3 separate regions of the Sus scrofa genome follow, and all the other regions are linked to region 1. A link is a contact called in public HiChIP or PLAC-seq data. All regions are on one chromosome and are shown on one strand. The core of a region is the stretch at or near the end of the contact, and the rest is flanking DNA. Distances in the headings are between cores, read along the strand shown.

Evidence for each region. HiChIP or PLAC-seq counts read pairs in DNA pulled down with a chosen protein or histone mark.
Region 2: a contact with region 1 is called in an H3K27ac HiChIP or PLAC-seq map of alveolar macrophages. The contact joins the promoter of UBA1 here to the promoter of ZNF41 in region 1. A contact is called at or near these places in 3 of 47 Hi-C or Micro-C datasets (embryonic fibroblasts, heart right ventricle and liver) and 1 of 2 datasets of contacts at active chromatin or transcription factors (alveolar macrophages).
Region 3: a contact with region 1 is called in an H3K27ac HiChIP or PLAC-seq map of alveolar macrophages. The contact joins the promoter of CDK16 here to the promoter of ZNF41 in region 1. A contact is called at or near these places in 2 of 5 promoter capture datasets (fetal liver and liver) and 1 of 2 datasets of contacts at active chromatin or transcription factors (alveolar macrophages).

The regions. Positions count from the first base shown.
Region 1 is chrX:41,981,909-41,986,589 of Sscrofa11.1, forward strand. ZNF41 (zinc finger protein 41) reads right to left here and starts at 2,531. Exons shown (of 7, transcript XM_021080384.1): 1 at 1,777-2,531; 2 at 259-318.
Region 2 is chrX:41,808,106-41,812,786 of Sscrofa11.1, forward strand. It overlaps UBA1 (ubiquitin-like modifier-activating enzyme 1), which reads left to right and starts at 2,621. Exons shown (of 26, transcript XM_021080354.1): 1 at 2,621-2,782.
Region 3 is chrX:41,833,830-41,838,510 of Sscrofa11.1, forward strand. CDK16 (cyclin-dependent kinase 16) reads left to right here and starts at 2,439. Exons shown (of 16, transcript XM_013990862.2): 1 at 2,439-2,465. The coding sequence starts at 2,454.

The sequences.
Region 1 (4,681 bases), core at 1,281-3,780:
GATATGAAAATTAAAAAAAATACACTCCAATGGCCAATAAATATGAGAAAAATGTTCAGCCACTAGTTGTCAGGAAAATGCACACCAAAGTAAATTAGATACTGTTGTGTTTGGCCCTCATAATGGCAGAAATTTAAAAAAGCAGCAACATTCAGTGTGGGAGATGATTCTGGAGTGAGCCCTTTTATATGTTGCCAGTGGGAGTTGCAATTTTACAAAAGTTTTAGAAAATAATTTACCTTAAAGTTCCATACATACCATCCACTTCAAGGAACATCCATTCCCGCATCTAATAGTCACTCAGATGACCGTCTCTGGCTATAATTTAGAAATCAATAACAAAATTTCAACTTTTGGGGAAATCAAAATCTCAAATCTAGGTAACTAAGGGGATGGGAGTTCCCTGGTGGTCTAGTGGTTAGGATTTAGTGCTTTCACCACTGCAGCCCAGGTTCAATCCCTGGTCTGGGAACTGAGATCCCACATCAAGCCGCTGCATGCTGTAGCCAAAAACAAACAAATAATAAAGGGTCAGCAAAAAAACCCCAGAAATTAGAAAATATTATCAATAAACTATAGTGAAAATGTTACATATCAAAACTTGTTACATGGAGCTAAAGTGCTCTTAGAGAAAAATTCATGAATTTGATGCTGTATTAAGAAAAGATGAATATCAACGATAAGCATTCAATTTAGGAATTTTAAAATAAGAATAAAAGAAAAATTCAAAGAAAAGAAATCATGAAATCAAGGGCAGAAATTAAAGCAGGCTTTTGTTTTGTTTTGTTTTTTGTCTTTTTGCCATTTCTTGGGCTGCTCCCTTGGCATATGGAGGTTCCCAGGCTAGGGGTCTAATCCGAGCTGTAGCCACCGGCCTACACCACAGCCACAGAAACGCAGGATCCGAGCCGCGTCTGCGACTGACACCACAGCTCACGGCATCGCCGGATCCTTAATCCACTGAGCAAGGCCAGGGATCGAACCTGCAACCTCATGGTTCCTGGTTGGATTCGTTAACCACTGCACCACGACGGGAACTCCTAAAGCAGGTTTTTGAAACAATCCCATCTAAGACCTATCGCTGACCCCAGGAAGCGGCATGTCTGATTCCACAGACCCCTCTATCACTAGTTCCAAATAAATGTATCGCTCATCCCACAGAATTCCATCATCTACATCACAGAAAGCTTGACCATCCACCCAATAAACCTCATCATACACCTCATAGACAGTGCAACACCCACCGCACAGCCCTCATCACTCACCTCAGAAACTCCCCATCCTTTACTTGCCCACGGTTCAATACTCACCCCATAGGCTCTGCACCATTCACTCCACAGACCACCCATTACTCTCCCCAAAGACTCTTCTCACTCACCCAATGAACCCCCATGACTCATCTCTCAGACCTTCCCTCCATCACTTAGCCCACTAACCCCCATGACACCCCACAGAATCTCCATCATTTGCCTCGCGGGACCTCCATCACTAATCCCGCAGAGCATCTCTGAGACCCTATCACTCACGCCACAGTCCCCATTCCTTACTCCACTTACCCTGGGTCCCTGATCCCACAGACCCAGTCACTTACCCCGCATACCCCATCAGTGGCCTCCCGAGACCCTCATCACTCACCCTATAGACTTCTCATCACTCACCTCACCGATGCCCCCTGCTCACCCTATAGACTCCACTCCTCACTGACTCCAGAGACTCTCCCCCAATAATCACCCCTACACACTACCCGCTACTTTCCCCACTGCCCCCATCACTCACCCACAAACCTCAGTCACTCCACGCACCTCGAGTGACTCCAGAGAAGCCCTGCCACTCACCCCACAGAGAACCATCACTGAGCACGAAAGCCCTGTCCTAACACCCCCATAAATAGGTCACGGTTTCACTGGCCCTGAAACCGCTGCCTCTGTTAAACTCAGTCCCGGAGCCCTAAGTGTTGAAACTGCGTCTGCGGGACTCTCGCGTTTCTTGGACTCCACACTGCACATGCTCAGTGTCGGCGTGGAAGCGGCCGTCCGCCCCCAATTACACGGGCTGCACGGCGGAGGTGTTAGTGCGTGTGCCTGTTCGTGTGTGTCGGAGAAGAGGCGGGCTTTCCAATTTTCTTTGGGGACTTTGTCAGGCCACTAACATGGCTGTCCCCTTGGGAGTGTCTCTCCGGGAGTCGCCATCTTGGCAAGGTGGGCATCTCTGCGGCGGCGGAGCCGGCGGTCCCCGGCCTGACCTTCCCGGGGGTAGAGGTGGTTCCCCGGAGCCCATTGGGCAGGACAGATCGGGCTGGGGCTCCCGGACACCTCTCGCCTGAGCCGCAGCCTCCAGCGTTACCCCGAGGCGCCTTCCCTTCTCTGCGCTTGAGGCCCCGCCCTCAGGCCGTATCCCCCGGGAACCACGACAACTTCTCGCGTCGCCAGCGCCCACCCCTACCCCCAATCCTAGCTAGAAAGACACCTCCAAGCCGCGGGCCCAGGCACTGGCTGGCCCTCGCCCTGGCCGCCGGCGCCGCTCCACTTCGCAGGGGGTGTCAAGGGGTGGGGGGGTGGGGGCGGAACAGCGGCTGATCAGCGCGAACCGCTGGCGGCTGCAGAGCCCGGGGCGCCGCTACGTGCCCACCTGAAGGCGCCTCTGTCCCCCCGTCGGCTGGGGGCATCGCCCGGTTCCTCGGCTGTCACCGACCCTGGGTAGTTGCCACGGGGGGAATAGTACGTGTCAGATTTAGGCCAGGAAGCGGAAGTCGCCCGCAGCGAGAGTTTAACCACTCTGCGCGCGGGGAGCTGAGGTGATTGAGCGCCAGAAAGCAAGTATCTGTACAGGGAGCCATTGGGGGGCTTGTGACATCAGTGGTGGATCATTTCATCCTATTTTTTAAAAACTCGAAGAATCAACCTTCCCGGTTTCCTTATATAAGCATGAAAGTTAAAGTCCTAAAGATCCAAGTATTGATTTCATTTTCCCTAGTGTTCAGTTTCAAGTGCTAATTGGTAACATTCCCCCCTTTTGACGCAAGAATTATTTAGTTGTCCAGGTTCAAACTTGCAAAAATTCTCCGAGGTTCAAAGGTCAAGGGAACGGGGACTTTATTCAGGCTGCTGCTGCGAGGAGAATAGCCCAGGGCAGTGTGTCTCCTGGAGCATGGAGAGTTTTATATGGGAGAGGAGTTTCACAGAAGGAAACAAAGGCAGGAGTTCCCGTGTTCGTGGCTCAGTGGTTAACGAATCCGACTGGGAACCATGAGATTGGGGGTTCGATCCCTGGCCTTGCTCAGTGGGTTAAGTATCCAGTGTTGCCATGATCTGTGGTGCAGGTCGCAGCCGCAGCTCAGATCTGGTATTGCTGTGGTTGTTGGTGTAGGCCGACAGCTGTAGCTCCAATTAGACCCCTAGCCTGGGAACCTCCATATGCCATGGGAGCAGCCCTAGAAAAGGCAAAAAGACCAAAAAAAAAAAAAGAAAAAAGAAAAAAAGAAAAAGGAAACAAAAGCAGCCAAGTGCCAGCTGCAAGTTTGGGGGGCTTTGTTCTGCAGGTGTTAGAATGCTGCGGAAAGAAGAGGTTTTCATTTTGGCTCATCTCATTCTTTTGTATCCTGTTCTCAGAATTAATGATTAAATAAAGAATTCAGAGGGAGTATAGAAAAGTTTACAGTTCACACCATTTTTCATTTCCTCAAACACAGTCAATCCCGATGTTAGTAATTTCTAACGTAACTGCACTGTGGTCTGAGAATGTTCTCTGCATGATGTTGAGCCTTTGAAATGTGTTGAAATTTGCCTCAAGGCTCCAGTGCTGGCCCAGTTTTCAAAAATGTTTCATCGGAGTTTCCGTCGTGGCTCAGTGGAGACAAACCCGACTAGCATCCATGAAGATGCAGGTTTGATCCCTGGCCCCTCTCAGTGGATTAAGGATCTGGAGCTGTGGTGTAGGTCGCAGACACGACTCTGATCTGGTGTTGCTGTGGCTGTGGCGTAGGCCAACAGCTACAGCTCAGATCCAACGCCTAGCCTGAGAACCTCCATATGCTGTGCGTGCAGGCATAAAAAGACAAAAAAAAAAAAAAAGTTTCATCTCTTGATTGAAAAGACTGTATTTTCCAGTTGTTGGGTTTAGCATATTGGTTCAAGCTTGTCAGTTGAACTATTTAAAATGTGTATATCAGAGTTCCCATCCTGGTGCAGTGGAAACGAACCCAACTAGGAGCCATGAGGTTGCAGGTTCGATCCCTGGCCTCACTCAGTGGGTTAAGGATCTGGCGTTGCCATGAGCTGTGGTGTAGGTTGCAGACATGGCTGGGATCCTGCGTTGCTGTGGCTGTAGCGTAGGCTGGCAACTATAGCTCCGATTAGACCCCTAGCCTGGGAAACCTCCATATGCCTCGGGTACAGCCCTAAAAAGCAAAATAAAATAAAATAAAATGTGTGTATCCTTCCTGATGATTTTATTCTGCTTACTCCCTGAGTTAGAGAGATCTCTCACTGTACGTTTAAGTCAGATTGTTACTGCACCAATCCATTTTTGCTTCCTATATGTTGAAGTTTTATTATTAAATACAAATAAGGGTATTGTGTTGTTGAATAGATACAACCAAATCACTTCCCCAAAAGATTTTAACATTTCCTACTCCCACCAGCAAAATATGAGTCCATCAAGGCAAATCTCCTCTAGTACTGAA
Region 2 (4,681 bases), core at 1,371-3,870, 170 kb before region 1:
CCACAGGCTTTTTTGCTCAAGCTGTTCCCTCTGACTGGAATACCCTTCCCTCTCACTTTGGAAAGTCCAAATCCTGCTTCAGTTACTCCTACTGATCCATGTGAAGGCAATCAATGCTTCAGAGAAGTTGGCCACACTGATGGCTTCAGTCGTCACCTCTGATGGTCCCCAAATCCATCCCCTGAATCTCGGACTTGGCCCCAAACTGTTCACTCAACTGACACATTCCAGACCTTGGATGTCTAACAGGCATCAAAAATGTAACACATCCGGAATTTCCCGCTGTGGCGCAACGGAGATCTGCGGCTTCTCTGAAGCACCATGACGCAGGTTCCATCCCCTGCCCGGCACAGTGGGTTAAAGGGATCCCGTGCTGCCACAGGTGAGGCTTAGCTCGCAACTGCAGCTCCAATCTGATCCCTGGCCTGGGAACTCTGTATGCCTAAGGGTGGCCAAAAAGAAAAAAATATATAACACATCAGAAAACGATCTCTTGATTTTGCCCCCCTCTTGCTCCTAGTGGAGTATTTCCCATGTTAGTTAATGACAACTCCATCCTGCTGCAGCTCAGGTTAAAAAACTGCAGGTCAGCCAGGACTCCTATTTTTTGTGCCCCATAACTGATGTCACAGCCAATCCTGGTGTCTTGACTTTCAACAACCAGTTCAGGAGTTCCCATCGTGGCGCAGTGGAAACAAATCCGACTAGGAACCATGAGGTTTCGGGTTTGATCCCTGGCTTCGATCAGTGGGTCAAGGATCCAGCATCGCTGTGAGCTGTGGTATAGGTCGCAGACGCGGCTTGGATCCTGCATTGCTGTGGCTGTGGTGTAGGCTGGCAGCTGTAGCTCCGATTAGACCCCTAACCTGGGAACCTCCACAGGCCATGGGTGTGGCCCTAAGAAGCAAAAAAAAAAAAAAAAGACAAAAACCAATTCAAAATCAAACCTCAGCCCCCCACCAACACCACTTCCTCTTTTATCACCTTGGTCTGACCCTCTCTCATCACTTCCTGGACCCTGTCCACTGGCTTTTCTGCTTCCACTTTCCCCCCTACAGTTTGTTCTCTCTCCACACAGAGCAGCCAGATTATTTATTCTAAAATATAATGCATATAATGTGATTCCCCTACTTAAAATCTTTGTATGGTGCCCCATAGTTCTTAGAATTGAAAACCAAACATCTGGAGTTCCCTTCGTGGCTCGGTGGTTAACGAACCCCACTAGCATCCATGAGGACTCGAGTTCGATCCCTGGCCTCCATCAGTGGGTTAAGGATCCGGCGCTGCCGTGAGCTGTGGGGTAGATCGCAGACACGGCTTGGATCCCTCGTTGCTGTGGCTGTGGCTGTGATGTAGGCCGGCCACTGTGGCTCTGATTAGACCCCTAGCCTGGGAACTTCCATATGCCGTGGGTGCGGCCCTAAAAAGCAAAAAAAAAAAAAAAAAAAAACGAAAAGTTCTGATGAAAGACTGTTCTTGACTGTTGCAAGGGCAGTGATATCCTTGCTATGTTCTTTGCTTTGCTCCTGGTGGCATGCCCCTAGTAGCCACTCAATAAACCTTTTTCAAATGAACAAATGTGGAGGATTTGAGGACAGGATACGTGATACAGAATTTGGGATAAGGTGATAAAGGCATTTTGTGTTAAACATCTTTGCTCAAACATCTTCCCAAGGAGGCCTTCCTTGACCCCGCTATTTAAAAATGTTACCTGTCCCCACTTTGTTCTATTTTTTCCAGTAACATTTAGCAGTTATCACATATATATTGTATTTATATATGTATTTAATTGTATATTCACATGTGAACATAGACTATACACAATGTATTTAATATGACATTTATTGATTTATTTTGTGTCTTTTGGGGGCCACACCCACGGTATATGGAAGTTCCCAGGCTAGCGGTCGAATGAGAGCTGTAAGCCACCAGCGTAGCCACAGCCACAGCCACACGGGATCCGAGCCGTCGCCAAGGCCGGATCCTTAGCCCACTAAGTGAGGCCAAGGGTGGAACCGGTATCCTCATGGATACTAGCCTGGTTGAGTACTGCTGAGCCACAACCGGAACTCCTATAAGACATTTACAGATGTAAATTATTTACCTATTGACACTATCATGTTATGTAAACTATGTAAACTTTATATGTCCACTTTATTTTATATAATTTACATTATAGTCACATGTTTTTAATATAATTGTAATTTATTTATTACATTTACGGTTTGTATCTCTCGCTAGTGTGTCAGCTCCGTGAGGGCAAGGAAGAATCCCTAGCACCTGGCCCACAGCTTGAGCTTCATAAATGTCAAATGAAAGAACTCCTTGGGCTACCCGAGCCTCAGTTTTCCCATCTGTAGAATGGGTGTGCCTTTCCCTGTGTTCTGATCCCCTTTCCTATGTCCTCTGCAGAGCACAGGTCCGGCAATTCCACAGCCCTAGTTTACATTTTCCCAGGGGCGCGGATGCTCACCACGTGCACCGGCCACCGGCCCGACCCGGACTACCATCCCCAGCATGCCTAGCGCGTTCGGAAAGTACCACAACCCTCAGGGGTGTCTGGGTCTGACATGGGCGCCGACGGCGCAGAAGCAGGGGCAGCCTCCCCTCTGGCTAAGTATCTGTGGTACGTTCCAAACCGGGGGCCCTCCAAGGCCCCGCGCTTCCGAGCTCCGCGCAAACTCTGGCTCTTCTTGAACGGCGGAGGTGGTTTGCTCTTCCGTTGCCCCGTGGCTTCGGCTCCTCTCCAGCAGGAAGGCGAGGCTTCCGCCCGGCGCAGGGGGTGAGCTGGAGCACGGTACCCCCAGCCTCCTGGACAGCAGTAGTTAAGGGAGGGGGCTCAATTTCGGGGATCCCCGAATGGGCATATTTGGGGGCTCTGGGCCCGGGGTGGCATTTAGAGGTGGCTTTTTTGAGGGAACCTTTAGCAAGGGGCGTTTAGGGACTCCAGGGTGGGATTGGGGAGTTTGTTTTAAGGAGCTTCCCTTGGAAGCCGGGTTTATATATCCCTCGGAGGCAGGCTTTATATATCCCTTGGAGACAGGGTTTGGGGGATGTTTGGGGAGACCTTTAGGGTCCGTGTATGAGTGCTCTGTCTACGGGGCAGGATTTGGTGTGCTTCGCAAGGGTGGAGGCAAAGTTTGAGGTTCCTGAACTCAAGGCGGAATTTGGGGAGGGCTCGTTTCAGGAAAGGTCCTGATGACAGGGGGAACGTTCGGGACCGACGTGGCATGTGGAGTTATCCGTGGCCTTTGTGACCTCTAGTTCTATTATGATGTCTCACCGCGTTTGGGTATTAGGGGCGGGGAGACTGGGCAAGTTGGGGCCCTCGCTTTTTTTTTAGGAAGAGGAGCCCCTCGCTCAGGCTGTGGAAGAGACGCCGGTAGGCTCTCCCCGAGGGGTCAGGGTGCCACCGGGCCTTGGTGGGCCGTGGCTTTTTTCCTCATTCATGAGGAGGTGGGCTGTCGAGGAAGCCCGTTTTTGCCCCTTTCACACCTGGTCCGATGGAAGTATCAGCTTGTGAATTTTTCACGAAGGGGAGGATCGGTGTGCTGTAGGGGCGTTCTGCAGCCTGCCCGGCAAGTTAGATCTCATTGATTAAGCGTAAAGGTGAGTAGGGCCCGGAGTTTTCTGTGGCTTTTCCAGGGGCGTAGCTTTTACGGCTTCATCTGCATGATCCGCTGTTAGCTTTCCCTTAGAGGTTTCAGGACTGAAGTTTTGCATCTTGCGTCCGGGACGAGGCCTCCCGCATTGTTCATTCCTTATTGCCCAGTAACCCCAGAATTATCAACAAAGGCTGTAGATGCCAATCTCATTGATCCACGCCAGCTGGTGTGATCTTTGGCAAGTTGTTCTGTGAGCCTGAAAAAAATGAGTCTGAGCATAATGATGATCAGATTAGTTTACACTCATTCGGCATTTTATTAGCCCATTTAATCCCCACAACAATCCCAGGAGGTAGGTTATTATCATCCCGTTTTATAGATGAGGAAACTGGGACACCAGGAGGCCAAGTAGTTTGCCTGCGGTTACTCCCCGTCTGTGAGTGGCTGGGCCAGGATTCTAAATCCAGTTAGTCTAGTTCCAGAGTTTGTAGTCTTAATCAAATGTCCGAATGTCTCTCTCCCACCCATCCAATTTAATGGTGCTACTACTGTGGATGGTCATATAGCACCCTGTGCCAGACACTGTTCTGAGCCCTTTCTACATATGTATTCATTTAAACTCCGTCGCAAGGTAGGTGACTGCTGCTCTCATTTTATGAGCAGGGAAACAGTGGCCCAGAGAAATGAGGTGTCTGGCCCTAAGTCCCACAGCTAGGCATCAGTGGGTGGAAATGATTTTTGTGAGGGTTTAAGAACTCTCTAAGGAGGTCGCTTTTGAACTGAGACCTGAAGGACAAGAAGGAACTGATTTCCTGCTCTGCATTCCTGAGTCCAGTGGCACAGTGCATGGAAGGGACGCATCACAGGAACCCTCACATAGAAGGCCATCAGTTAATGTGATCTATTATTACTATTGGATGGAAATGTATAGCGCGCTTATTGTGTGCTGGGGCTTTGGTATACAGTTGTATCTCTGGTGACCAGGTAGTCTATCCTAGCTATTTAAGTATCTAATGCTTAAAAAATTTGGCAGTACCCTGTACCAGCACTGTTCTGAGCTCATTCCATTGTTCATA
Region 3 (4,681 bases), core at 1,189-3,688, 150 kb before region 1:
CCTTGCCCACCTTCCTCATGGCTTTTTTTTTTTTTTTTTTCCTTGGCTCGCGCTGCTCGGGTGACCTCATCCTTCCATACTTTTCTTTGCGTTCCCCACCGGGACATGAGGGACTGAAGTGCTTTACCTCTGGCATCCATTTAATGGCGATGCTAGCTCTCTAGGTCAACTGGAGAGGTCTTCCCACTGCGGGTCCTTTTTCCACTATTGCTGCTCTAGATTATGCCAAACACTGCCCCTCTCCCCACTGTTTACACTGTTACAGCGTCTGAGGCCTGCACACAAACTTGATTCCTCTGCCTCTTTTCTCCACTATCCCAGGGCCTTTCATGGGTGCTTTAGACCTTGTTCCCTGTATCTCCTCCATTACACCTGACTCTCCAAGGCACTGCTGTCCCTTTCTTCAGCACCACAGCTCCTAGATCCCCTTGCTACCTAATTCGCGCAAGGTATAAGAACAGCTTCATCAAGAACCCACGATTCCTGATTGCATCTTAGTTACCCGCCCATGCCATTTTATTTCTCTGTCATGTTTATAACACCAGCAAGATAGGAGACCAGGGCTCAGTGGGCAGGGGTTGGGTCTCTGCAATGAGCTCCATGCATCCAGCAGGCACAAAGGACAGGGCGGGACAAGGTTTCCTCGAACTATTTACCATCAGGCACTCAACAAACATTTGTTGAGCGCGTACTATGTGCCAGGCACTATTATAGGTGTTGGAGACCGCAACGAATAAAAAAAGATTCCTGTTCTGGTTTGGCGTGTGTGTGTGTGTTTTGCTAGGGTGAGACCCAGAATAGACAATAAACACAGTAAGTAAACTGTATGTTAGAAGTTGATTGGTGTCATTCCAAAGGTCCACAGGGCCAGGTTTGGAGTCTGGATTGATGGGGGTGCCAGTAGGTGTTTTTAAATAGGGGAGTCGGGGCAGGCTTCATGAAGAAGCTGACATTGAAACAAGGACTTGGAAGAGGAGAGTGAGGGATGTGGCTTTCTGAGGGAAAGAACATCCCAGGCAAAGGGAAGAGCAAGTGTGAAGTCCCAGAGGCTGGATTGTACCTGCTTTATTAGGGAATAGCTAGGATACTAGTGTTCCCGGAGCTGAGTGAGAAGAAGGGTAAGAGTTGAGGTCAGGGAAGCGATGGATCTGATTATCTATCCCGCGGTGTCTTTGTGGAAGCGATGGATCTGATTATCTATCCCGCGGTGTCTTTGTCAGGTATCTCCACTCCCGACATGCTCTGGCAAATCCGCTCTAGTATGAACTGGTGTCACCAAGAGTATGGTAAAGGGAAGCACGGAAGAAACAGGGAAGCTGGCTTTGGACTGGGGTGCAGTGTAAAGATGTTCTAGATGACCTGCCGGAGGCTGTGGCCATTTGAACTGGGCTTGGTGATAGTGCTACGAGTTTTTCAGGCAGAGAGGTGTGAGGGATTAGGTCTGTTTGGCAGTGCTTGACACGCTGCCACCCGATAAAATGGAAAACCGCAGAGCCGGGGAGGTGGCGGGGGTGGGGGAAGCCATGGGCGAGGCTCTGGTGGGCCAGAAGAGGTAGTTGCGAGGTGGCAGTAAAACTCAATTCAGGTTGCAAATCCTCGCGTGAGGCGGAAAAGAGGTCCCTTCCAGTCCAAAGTCTCAAGCGTGCACAGTAATGCACTCGTCCCTATAAAGGTCGGTCTTTCGCATCAGCCTAGGCTCCACCCCGGGAATCTCACTGACCGAGATGGGAGGAGTTAGAGGCGGGACGAAATTCGATTGAACGGTATTTTGACCAAACAGCTTGCGAGATATTCCACCTATGTTAACGGGAACGCAGAACAAAAAGGAGGGCTCGCCCTCTCGACGGTGAAAACCAATGAAAACCTGGAAGGGGCGTGGTCGGGACAGCTAAATCACGCCTCCCCAACCAGGCCACGCCCTTCATTCTTGCGCTGCCTCACCCCAGGGGGCAAATCCGATTGGCTGGGCGACAACCTCAAAGGGCGGGGCCGCACACGTTCACAGTGGGAATGAGCTCGCGGTCGGGGAGGAGGGGGAGGAGCAGCTGGGCGGGGCTAGACTCTGCCCTATCTTAGGTGGTAAAAGCCAATGATTCTCCTGGCCGCCTCTCCTAGAAAAGTCATCTTCTCGCGAACCTTTAAAATCCCTGCCTTCCGAGGCACCTCAAGGGAGTAGGACTGACAGCTTCATCTGTCTTTTTCCTCCTTGCAAAAGTCCAGTTTGCCATCATGGGGATGTACCAAGTGAGACCGAGTAGGGGGAGCGAATGGTGACTGGCACGCTGGTCACTGGCTGCTGCCTACTTCGGCGCTAACAAACTTGTAGCAAGATCGGCACTGAGTACTATACAACCTCCACACTTCCCCTGGCGCCGTTCCAGGGCCGGCGCCACATTCCCCAGTGGGCGCGCAATGGCCGCGCCCCCTCCCGCTGCGGACGGGTCTTTTGGTACATGCAGTCCGAGGTGAGTCCCCTCCTTCCCACTTCACCCTTTCCAGCGCGTGCGTGCGCATGCGCGGCGCGCGGCGCGCGCAGCGGTTGGGCCGTTGGCTGTTCGGCCCCGGGTTCCGCCGCGTCTCCGCTAACAGTCGGCTCTGAATCGCGAGCCGCCGTGAGCTCTCGGGTTCTAGCCGGCGCCAGCGAGCCCGGGGGCATCGCCCGCAGCGGCCAAGCTCATGGCCGGCTGAGCGGGACGCCGCCTCCGCCTCAGCCACCGCCGCCGCCGCCGCCGCCTCCTCCTCCTCAGCCGGCGGCGGCCCGGGCCCAGCAGCCATGGCCGAAGACTACTGGGACGGGCGCCTGCGGCGAACAGGAGGAGAAGGAGGTCGCGCGGCCTCAGCCCGGGCCGCCGCCCCAGGCGCCGCCGCGCCGGCCCCGCGGCGCTGAGGTTGCTCGCGCGCCCCCGCCGGTGAGCGCGTCCCCGAGGGGTGGGGTGGGGGCTGCCTTTCCTTCTACCGGGACCAACCCAGACTCCCGGGCGGTGCCCAGGGGTCTGGGCTGCACGGCTGGCATGTGCCACCCCCCACTCCGCCAGCGAGTTTCCCAGAATGCACCGGGGCGGGGGGTCATTTGGGGCCTCCCTGACCTTGGCCCCGCCCTGGGCCCGGTCTGGGAGCTGGGGATGGGAAGTACTGTGGGTCCAAATGTGGAGCAGGGTGATCGAAGGACCAGAGGGTGTGGAAATGGGTGGCGGAGTGGTGGAAGACTCGAGGTTTGCCCATGGGGGCCTGAGCTGTGGAGGGATCAGAGCATGTGGTGGTGAGATCTTCCCGCTGTGTAAGGTTTTGAGGCCCAGTGCGTGCTAACTGAGGGGCGGTGCAGGGCAACAGAGGTACCCGAGGATGTGTAACAGGGCAGAGGACGTCGGAGGAGTGCCGAGATATGCAAATGGGGTTATAGCTGTAGAGAGAGGCCCAATGTGTGTTCCTGGGGGATAAGGTGGTAGAGGTACCAGAAGGTGTGCTAATAAGATCCGTTTCCTGAGGCCCTGTGTGTGCTAAGGGGGTGGTCAGGATGGCGTTAATGCTGTGTATTTGTCCGTGAGGGACTGCGAGGTGTGAGGTTCCAGAGTGTGCCCGTGGAGGGCAGGGTAGTGCAAGAACTGGAGTGTTGAGAGGGTGCTAATGGGGGTCTTAGCTGTAGAGGGTATGTGCACATGGTGATAAAGGTCCCGTATGTGCTAATGTGGCAGAGCAGTGAAGACCTGAGCCTGAGCTAACGGGTATCAGAGCTGTGGACATAGGCGTGGGGCCGGGGGTTGGTGGTCAGCGAAGTGTCTTAGCCCTGTAAGAGGTTCCGTGCATTAAGGATCAGGCTGGTGTGAGATCTGTGTGTGTGTGTGTGTCCATGTCCATGAGGTCAAGGGAGGATGAGGTTCTACGGTAATAAGAAGTAAGAAGGGGCAGGGTAATATAGGAAGATCTAGTGGCTGTCCGTGTGAGTTTCGAGTCACGGGGGCACTTAGATGTGTGCCAGTGCGGGCAGAATCAGAGCAGTATGAAGTCTGGAATACGCTAATGCGTGTCAGGACGCTGTGAAGACAGTGTGTGTGTGTGTCCAAGAGGGAGGACTGAGGTGTGTTGAGGTTCCAGGGAGTGCTGCGGGGCGTAGAGCTGTGGAGGGGATCTGTTGGGGGGATCCGGAAGATCAGGGCTCTGAAGGGATCCATTTGTCAACCAACAGGGGTTATGGCTGTGGAGGACTTGGAGCAAAGAGAAATAAAGGACAGAAATATGGGAAGGTCTAGGTGTGCTCAAGTGGATTAGAGCCATGTAGGGCTGAAGTGTGCTAATAGGGTTCTGGGCTGAATGAAGGTCTGTGTGTGCCAATGAGGGTCAGGTCATTATGGAACAGCGTGTTCGCGTGTGTCCCTGGGGAACAGGGCTCAGTACGGGTTCAGGGTGTGCTAATGGGGAGGCTCGGCTCTGCGTGAGGCCCAGTGTGTGCTAATAGGGGTCAGGGATCTGCAGTGTTCACTGCTGGGAAGTGGGGGGATAGGGTAGTGGGAGACCAGAGGATGCGCTCATGATGGTCGTAGCTGTGGAGAGGCCTGAGTGTGGGCAGAAACGGGTCAGGGATCTGCAGTGTTCGCTCTGTGTTAACGGCATTCAGGGCAGCATGAAGGTCTGGTGAGTGCTCATGTGGGTTAGCGGTAGAGGGTCCCAAGTGCATGTTCATAGG